Regions from separate parts of the Canis lupus genome. Here region 2 is linked to region 1. A link is a contact called in public Hi-C data. All regions are on one chromosome and are shown on one strand. The core of a region is the stretch at or near the end of the contact, and the rest is flanking DNA. Distances in the headings are between cores, read along the strand shown. Region 1 holds the start of NEK1 (serine/threonine-protein kinase Nek1). Region 2 holds the start of MFAP3L (microfibrillar-associated protein 3-like).

The links. A called contact is a pair of places that touch in the nucleus more often than the background predicts.
Region 2: a contact with region 1 is called in a Hi-C map of skin fibroblasts, with 2.7 times the contacts expected there. The contact joins the promoter of MFAP3L here to the promoter of NEK1 in region 1. A contact is called at or near these places in 4 of 9 Hi-C or Micro-C datasets (blood, liver and skin fibroblasts).

The regions. Positions count from the first base shown.
Region 1 is chr25:20,622,357-20,626,240 of UU_Cfam_GSD_1.0, reverse strand. It overlaps NEK1 (serine/threonine-protein kinase Nek1), which reads left to right and starts at 2,140. Exons shown (of 35, transcript XM_038573569.1): 1 at 2,140-2,701.
Region 2 is chr25:20,975,024-20,978,963 of UU_Cfam_GSD_1.0, reverse strand. MFAP3L (microfibrillar-associated protein 3-like) reads left to right here and starts at 2,120. Exons shown (of 3, transcript XM_038573589.1): 1 at 2,120-2,202. It overlaps LOC106557779 (a long non-coding RNA gene), which reads right to left and starts at 1,494. Exons shown (of 2, transcript XR_005378209.1): 1 at 820-1,494; 2 at 1-436.

The DNA of each region.
Region 1 (3,884 bases), core at 891-3,390:
TCATATGGTTTAGATCACTGCTGACAAGTTTGACTAGAAACTCAGATGAAAGTTCTACAAAGCAGTGAGAGTGGCCAAATGCCACAGGATACTGCTTTGGTATGTGACCCACCACAGAGATCAAATCTGACTTCCTGAGTGGTCTGAAAATTATTACCAACATGTCACAGGACAGGAAATGGAAAGCCTATCATCGACACAACCTGGAAAATAACCAATTTATTAATATAAAACTACAACCTCAGCAAATCTGTCCCCCTGAACTGTATATACCCCTTCCCAAGTTGGATTTTACATTCTTAATGAGCTATGTATGACTGAAAACACATGCTTAAAACACAATTTCCAAGCTATAAGTACTATACATTTAAATTGACTTAAAATAATGTCACCCATTTTCCAAGCAAAGAATCAGTCTTTGAAAAGTGTGGGAGTCAGGGTGTGGGAGGGAGATGCCTTGGATTGTGCCAATAGTGGCTGTTCCTATCAACCAGAGGTCATAAAAACACTCAATTTGAGAAAACATCTGTAGGTCACACTTCCGATTTTTAAGCCACACTATGTAACGACAATCAGCAGGATTGGTGAAAGATGAAAATTAACTTTTATGATGAAAATCAACTATACATTCACATTCTTATATGTACTCTTGAGCTACACAGATCATATTCTCTAGTGATTCACAAAGGCACATAAAATTCACTAATTTTAACATCAGTTAAATTATTTCCATACTAACCTCATCAAGAAAAGAATCTTATTAAAAAAAAAAAAGAATCTTATAAATTAAACTGTTCAGAAATTAAAGGTAAAGCATTTCTGGAAAGATTCAATAATCAATGACAAAGCCACAATGATGCTGCAGTAAGTAAATTGTATGGCTCAAAAAAGTTTACGGTTTGCAGAACTGAACTTTCAAATTACAAGAAAAAAAAAGATTCAATTCTTAAAAACAAGGTTTTTTTTTTTTTTCCTCCAAAAGAAAGAAGAAATCTCAGAAATCTTATACACATATAAGGTATAATCTTCCTGTGCTCCAGTTTTAAATAATATACAAATAAAGCCTATTATATGCAAAACTAAAACTTGAGATTCTAAGGTAGTTTCTGATCCAGGTTTATGATCAAAACAAATGTTTTATATCTACACGAACTAGGTCTTGATATACACATAAATTCAGGCTAAAGATAGAAAAACTGAATAATAACTTTAAATTTTGGGCAATTTTACCGCAAGTTAAAACCCACTATCTTGAGTTCAATATTAATCTTTCCTGGAACCTACTTCCACGGTATTCAAAGGCCCTTCTGCAGTTCCTAAAGGAAACAGGAGAAATCTTCAGGAATGTCGAGGATACGTATACGCCTGATCATTTAGGCTGCCTGTTCTAAGATGAACCAAGACGAGAGCCCTGGCATCACAGCTGACCCAAACCCGTGAACGTGCCAGGTCACTCACCTTGCAGCTCAGAGGCATAGCAAAATCCGTGGCTGTTTTTTGCGCTGCCTTTGGATTCTGCATCTGTTCCAAACCTAAAAACCTAGCTACCCTGGGAGCTCCACCTGGAGACGGCTGGACTCCACGGACACTACTGCAGTTTAAACGGTACCTTGGATTTTCTACTGATGGTTACGGAAATTTTGCCAGGCGGGACCTTTTTTGTCCTCCTCCCAACACGGGAGCAGCATTAAGTTCAATCCGCTTCCTTCGGAGGGCCCTAGAGTCAACTGCTTCCACCCCACATTAAAAAATAAAAATCTCCAACCTCACTTCCCTCTTAAGAGACTCAAACTGAACCCGTGCTCCGACTCGGAAACGAAAAAGACTATGCCTTTCAGCCCAGCACACCCTCCGGCCTCATTACGCAACCCAATTCCCGGCCGCGGACGGACTGGGGCTGGGAAAAGGGGCTGTGGGCTCCGGACCAGCCCGGCCCCGAGCCGCGTAAGGGGAGCCCGACAGGTGCGTCTGCGCGTAACGTCAGCGCGCCGACGTGAACGGCCGCTCGGCGTCGGGCCGCCGAGGCCGTCCTCCGCCGGCCGCGCCGATTGGGTGGAGTGAGGCGGTGGGCGGGGCTGCGGCGGCGGGGGGAGGGGAGGGGCCGGGCGGGGTGTGCGCCCTGCGGGGCGGCCCGGGGCGCCAGACCTTCTCCCGCAGCCGGCTCTCGTCGCTCACGCTTCGCGGGTGGCCCCGCCGGTGACCTCTCGGAGGGGCGGGAGGCGGCCGCCTCGGGGAACGTTCTCGGAAGGCAGTTCCCGGCATCTCCCGGAGCTCCCCGCTCCACGCCGGCGGGAGAGACCGGAGCCGCGCGGAAAATCACCGCCAGCTGTGGTCCCGAAACAGACGGAGAGAAGTGGCCTCGGGCGCCGGGTTTCGCCTGCGTGCGGGCGGCCGGCGGGGGTGCAGCGGGCTCAACGCGCTCTCCGTGTGGTTGAGGGTCCTGAGCCCGACACACCTGTAGACGAAGCTGATGACCCAGTTTAACCCAGCTCAAAAATGATGCTTGGAAATCAGCTATTGGGGAAAATGTGCCATTCGAGGATTTTACACGGTGGACTTGAATGTATTCACCTTCATTAAATTAATGTGTGCCGGCCAGCATTCGTGAACCCGACCCCCGAGCTCATAGGGGTTTACGTTGCGGTGCAGTCCTGAGCCCTCCCCTGGGACAGCAGTGTGAGAAGAAGCCTTCCCGGAGGAGGTGACGTCTGATCTGCAATTTGGGAAAAGTTGGGGCAGAGGGAGGAGCAAACAACCTGGTAGGAACGGCAGGCAAGGGAGGAGGAAATGGAAAGTTAGTTCTATGTTATCCTGGCGTTACTTGGATATAATATGCACGATGTAGCCTGGGGATAGTGAGTCGAGATGCTGATGCAGAAGTCAGCGGTTATGCCGAAGAGTTTGTGTTTTACCGTAGGTAACTGGATGGTTGGAGAGCTTTGTAAGTAGTTTTTCCCCCAAGGTTGTTTTGAAAATATCCGTGGGGCACCTGGGTGGCTCAGTGGATTAAGCCTCTGCATTGGACTGAGGTCATGATCTCAGGGTCCTGGGATAGTCCCACCTTGCGCCCCAGGTGTTGGGGCTCTCTGCTTAGCAGGGAGCCTGCCTCTCTCCTCCCTCTGCCTGCTGCTCTCCCTGCTTGTGCGTTGGCTCTCTCTCTCTGTGTCAAATAAAATCTTTAAAAAATAATAATAATAAGGGGATCCCTGGGTGGCTCAGCGGTTTAGCGCCTGCCTTTGGCCCAGGGCGTGATCCTGGAGTCCCGGGATCGAGTACCGCGTCGGGCTCCTGGCATGGAGCCTGCTTCTCCCTCGCCTGTGTCTCTGCCTCTCTCTCTCTATCATGAATAACTAAATAAATAAATCTTTAAAAAATAAAATAAAATTTAAAAATAAAAAATATCCAAACAGCCAGAAAACCTGAATCATGGACATTGCATGCCCATATTCAGCGGGTTTTCATTTCTTTAAAGTATATGATAAATACTAAAAACTTATGTTTGTGATGTCTAAATTCCACTTAAAATAGCTGAAAATGACATTGATATGGACATGACAGGATCAGTCACCGACATTAAAAAATTCTGCAATATTTTGCTTCATCTACATTAGGATTTTCCCCCCTGAAGCATGTAGAGTAGGATGCAGACATTACACATTATCCTTAGATACTTAAACATGCATCTCCTAAAAGTAACATCTTCCCCAACACCACTAGGACAATTAGCAGTAAGTCCCTGATATCTAATAACTAATCATATTTAAATTTTGCCAGTTGTTAAAAACATATTTGCAGCTTTTTTTTCAAACCAGAATCCAATCAGGTTTCAAGCATTGCATTTATGTTTCTTAAATCTTTTAATCTTCAGCTCCTACCCCAATTTT
Region 2 (3,940 bases), core at 871-3,370, 350 kb before region 1:
ACAAGCTCTTCCCAGGGGTGACCTTCCACTAAAGATGGTGTCTCCAATCATGCTGAAGCTGAACCCGGGCTGGATGAGAGGGAGAGGTCGAAATGAAGCCAACTCTTAGTGAGGGTATCTCCCACTCTCATACCAAACGTCACTGGGCAGCTGACCCATCTGTCTAGTTTCTTCCTCCTCAGACAGAATACGGACATCTATCTACTGACCTGCCTGGGCTCAGTGCAAGGCTCTCTCTGGGTTCTTGGGTCTATTCACCTCAAGCCTGTAAAATCTCTTTCCTGTAATCTTTCTCCAATTCAGTCTTCTCTTCTGTGACAGAGCGTTAAAAGCAAGTTTCCCCCACCTGCCTCAAGCCTGTTTAAGATAGCACGAGAGCATTCTGCTGATCCTCTGAGAATCTGAAGAGAGGTGGACAGGAGTCGCAGTGAATGGTCTGAAAGAAGGAAAAAAAGAAAGGTACGTAGTACCGTGGAATTATTTGAAACTGAGCACAAACATTTAATCTTTGATAAAGAGAGTTAACATTTAGGGTTCTAGTGCAAATGTAAAGAATACTTGAAAAAAGATGTAGGTTTCTCGAAAGAAAGACGGGCTGAGAAGTTCTTAGAGCTAATATGTGTTATTATTGGAGATGCCGTAAAGCCAATGTTAAAATAGTTCCAATTTCAAAATTTTAGGAAAAAATCCGGCTTTTTGGGTCCCTCGCAAGCCAGACCCCATGCCCTCGCCTCCCCTACCAGGGCCTGGGTCGAAGCGACCTGTGCACGTGTGGAAGCTACAGCACCTCCAGGGCCCTGCCTCCACCTGCCTCCTGACCTTCAGTGTCGTGACGGGAGCGCAGCTCCATCCACCTCGGGCAACGACAGGCGGCCGCGTGCGGCATCCCGGCCCCGTCCGGAGCATGCTCAGTCCAGTCCTGACCCACTTTGCAGGTCCCAGCTCGGGGCGGGGGGTCGGAGGTGCTACTTTGCTTGGTTTGCCAAGGACGGGGAGAAGGAGGGGAGAGGCTGGGAGCGGCTCAGAGACGCCTCGCTCCTGGTGAGCCGGCCCTGGCCCGGCGGCGGAACAGGCCCAGCGGGCACCGGAGCCGCCGGGATCGGCAGGTGTTGAGAGTCCACCCTTCCGGGTTTTCCCAGCAACCAACGGAGAAGGGGGCGGTCCTGGAGTAAAAGGGTCGGTCTGGGCGGGGCCACGGGGCGGCCCGAAAGGAGGGGGGAGGAGCCCGGTCCCGGCCCCAAATAGCGTCTCGCAAGTCTTAAAAATAAAAACTAAATAAATGAATAAATAAAAGGTGGGGGGCGGGGGGATGGGGGCGCTGCTTGCATCGTAGGATCGCGCTGCCGAAGTTCTGCAGCTGTTTTTAAATAATAATTTTAGAATAATATATCTTATTATAAAAGCTCCATATCGTCCACTAGAGAACACTTAGAAACTGTAAATAATCAAACCAGAAGAAAATTAAAAATCCCTGGAACCCCACCGCTGAGAAGGCAGCAGAGAAGGTCCTGCCGCGTCCTCCTCCACCTGCTCCTGCGCGGCTCCCGCACGGACAGCGGAGCCCCGGGAAGGCCTCCAGGTGGCCTCGGCGCCGGGGGGAGTCCGCCCCGGGGTGCGACCCTGGGGCACCTGTTCCCGGGCCTCCCTGCGCCTCGGGCGCCGCGGCACCCCGGGAGGGCGCTGGGGCCCCGGGAGCCCCGCCCCCGCCCCCGCCCCGCAGCGTCAGAGCCGGTGCCCCGGGCTCCCGCGGCAGCCGCGTGCGCGAGCGGGGGCGGGACCCAGAGCCCCGGAGCCCGCGCCCGCTGGAGGCGGACCCCGCACCCGCAGCCCGCCCGCCCCGCCCCGCCCCGCCCCGCCCCTCCCCGTGGCTGCCGCGAAAACCCGGCGGCGACACCCCGGCGGCGACACCCCGGCCGCCCCGCGCCGCCGCCGCCGCCGCGCCCCCGGCCGCCCGGCCCCCCCCGCGCCCCCTCCGCGCCCCCGCGGGCCGCACTGGGCATGCTCGGCACCGGCCGCTCCGGCTGCCGCAGGTGCAAGCCCCGCAGCGCCCGCCCCCGCCCGCGGAGCTCCCCGGCGCCGGCGGAGGCGACTCGCCCGCGGTAGGAGCTGCCGGGTCGGGCGCGGGGCGGAGCGGCGGCATCCGCACGGGCGGGCCATGGCGAGGGGCGCTCGGCGGCCCCCGGAGCGGCGCGGCGGCGTCAGGTGAGCTGGGGCGCGGAGGCGGCGCGGAGGGGGCCGGGGGCGCGGGGGCCCGGGCGGGGGCGCGGGGGGCGGCGGGGGTGGAACCCGCGCGCGGAGGGCGGCCGGGTGGCTGCGGCCGCTGGGGCCCAGGAACTTTCGGGCGGTGCTGGATGGAGGCTCCGCCAGGTCCCAGTACGGGGGTCCCGGGGGGCCTGCGGGCTGCGGACAGGCTTGTGCCATCCTCTTCTACGGCCGAGACCGCGGTGTAGACAGGATGCTGCCGAGTAGCCTCCCAAGCCGCCGGGGCGCCGGGGAACGCCGAGCGGCGGCGGGGGCCTTCGGGGGAAGCCAGGTGGCTCGGATCAGCGTGCCTCAGTTTCCCCGGGGCGGGGGTGGGGGGGTGGGGTCTACCGTCCCGTGGCCCAGAGGCCCTGAGTTCGGATGCTGCGTGCGGAGCCTAAGAGTGCAGCGTCCTGGTGCTGCAGGCGTGCGGGAGGCTGTGGGTGCAGCAAGCCGCCGCCTCGCGACGGGAGCTCGCGGAGTTTGTCGCATTTGACTCCATAGCAAGTTGACATCGAATTGCTTCATGGCGTGGAATGGGGAAAACGTGCTTCATCGACTTAAAAAAAAAAAAAAAAGTAATTGCAAAGCCGATTTATTTTAAGCTCGACTATTAACTTGCCTTCGCCTCCAAAAAACTTGAGTTTGCAACTTGCAAGATTTATAAAGCAAGCTAGCAAAAAAAAAAAAAAAAGGAAGAAGAAGAAGAATGTAGGTTCATTATCTGCTCACACTGTAGAAAATAATCTATTATGGTTGAATTGTCATTGTTTTTAGGGAAACTTGCTAGCAGAAAAGTTTGGTTACTGTAGCAATCTTTATTTTGTGTTAGCTTATATGAAGAACTTGGAAATCTAGCATTGGAGAAGCTCAGTGTTTTTTGTAAAGGTTTCTCACTTCTGCTTCTAGATGAAACACATTTGTTTCAGTTGCTACTATGCTGAACATAGTAAAATTGTTCAGGATGAAATACAAGATGGAAGAGGATTTATATTCAAGAGAGAGAACATTAGAACGATGTAGTTCCTAGTGGTATTTTACTTTTACAGAAAAATGCAATTTGTAGATCCTACTGGGGTTTCTGCTCTTGGTTCTTCCTAAACATTTAGTACCATTACCACTCTTAGGATTGTTGGATTTAATGGGAGCGAGGTAAACAGTCCTTGTTCTAGTAGGAACCGGTTCTACCCCTAAGGCTATATCCTCAAGCCTGTTTCCCTAAGTACAACTTAGTAGGTTCAGTTGTTTTATTTATTAAGCTTATTACAAAACTTCTTGTTTGCATTCTTGACAGACCTTAATAGACTTTGGAGATGTGTTGACTTTTCAATGGTTTGTGAATAGCCTTTAATGTTTGTTCTGGCCTGAGATGGTTCCAGCTCTAATTCCAGATACTCAGTGATTTCCCCAGTGGGCTTTATGCTTGCCTGCACATAACCAAGATTTAAGAACAGGAACGCTTGAAATGTCCAGACAACAATAGCAACAGCATGATTAGTGTTTCTACAAATTGGGCCTGAAGTCTTCCATGTTAGCCAAAGGGTTTGGTTGGTGGTGTTCATTGTTCTTAAATGTACTTCTAAGTACATTCATAGAAAAATTTAGAAGTTTGAGAAAAATCCATGTAAATATTTGAGAAATTGCACTTCCCTTTTCTTTAAAAATGTGTCAAGTTTAAAGTCTGCCTCCAGGTACTGCA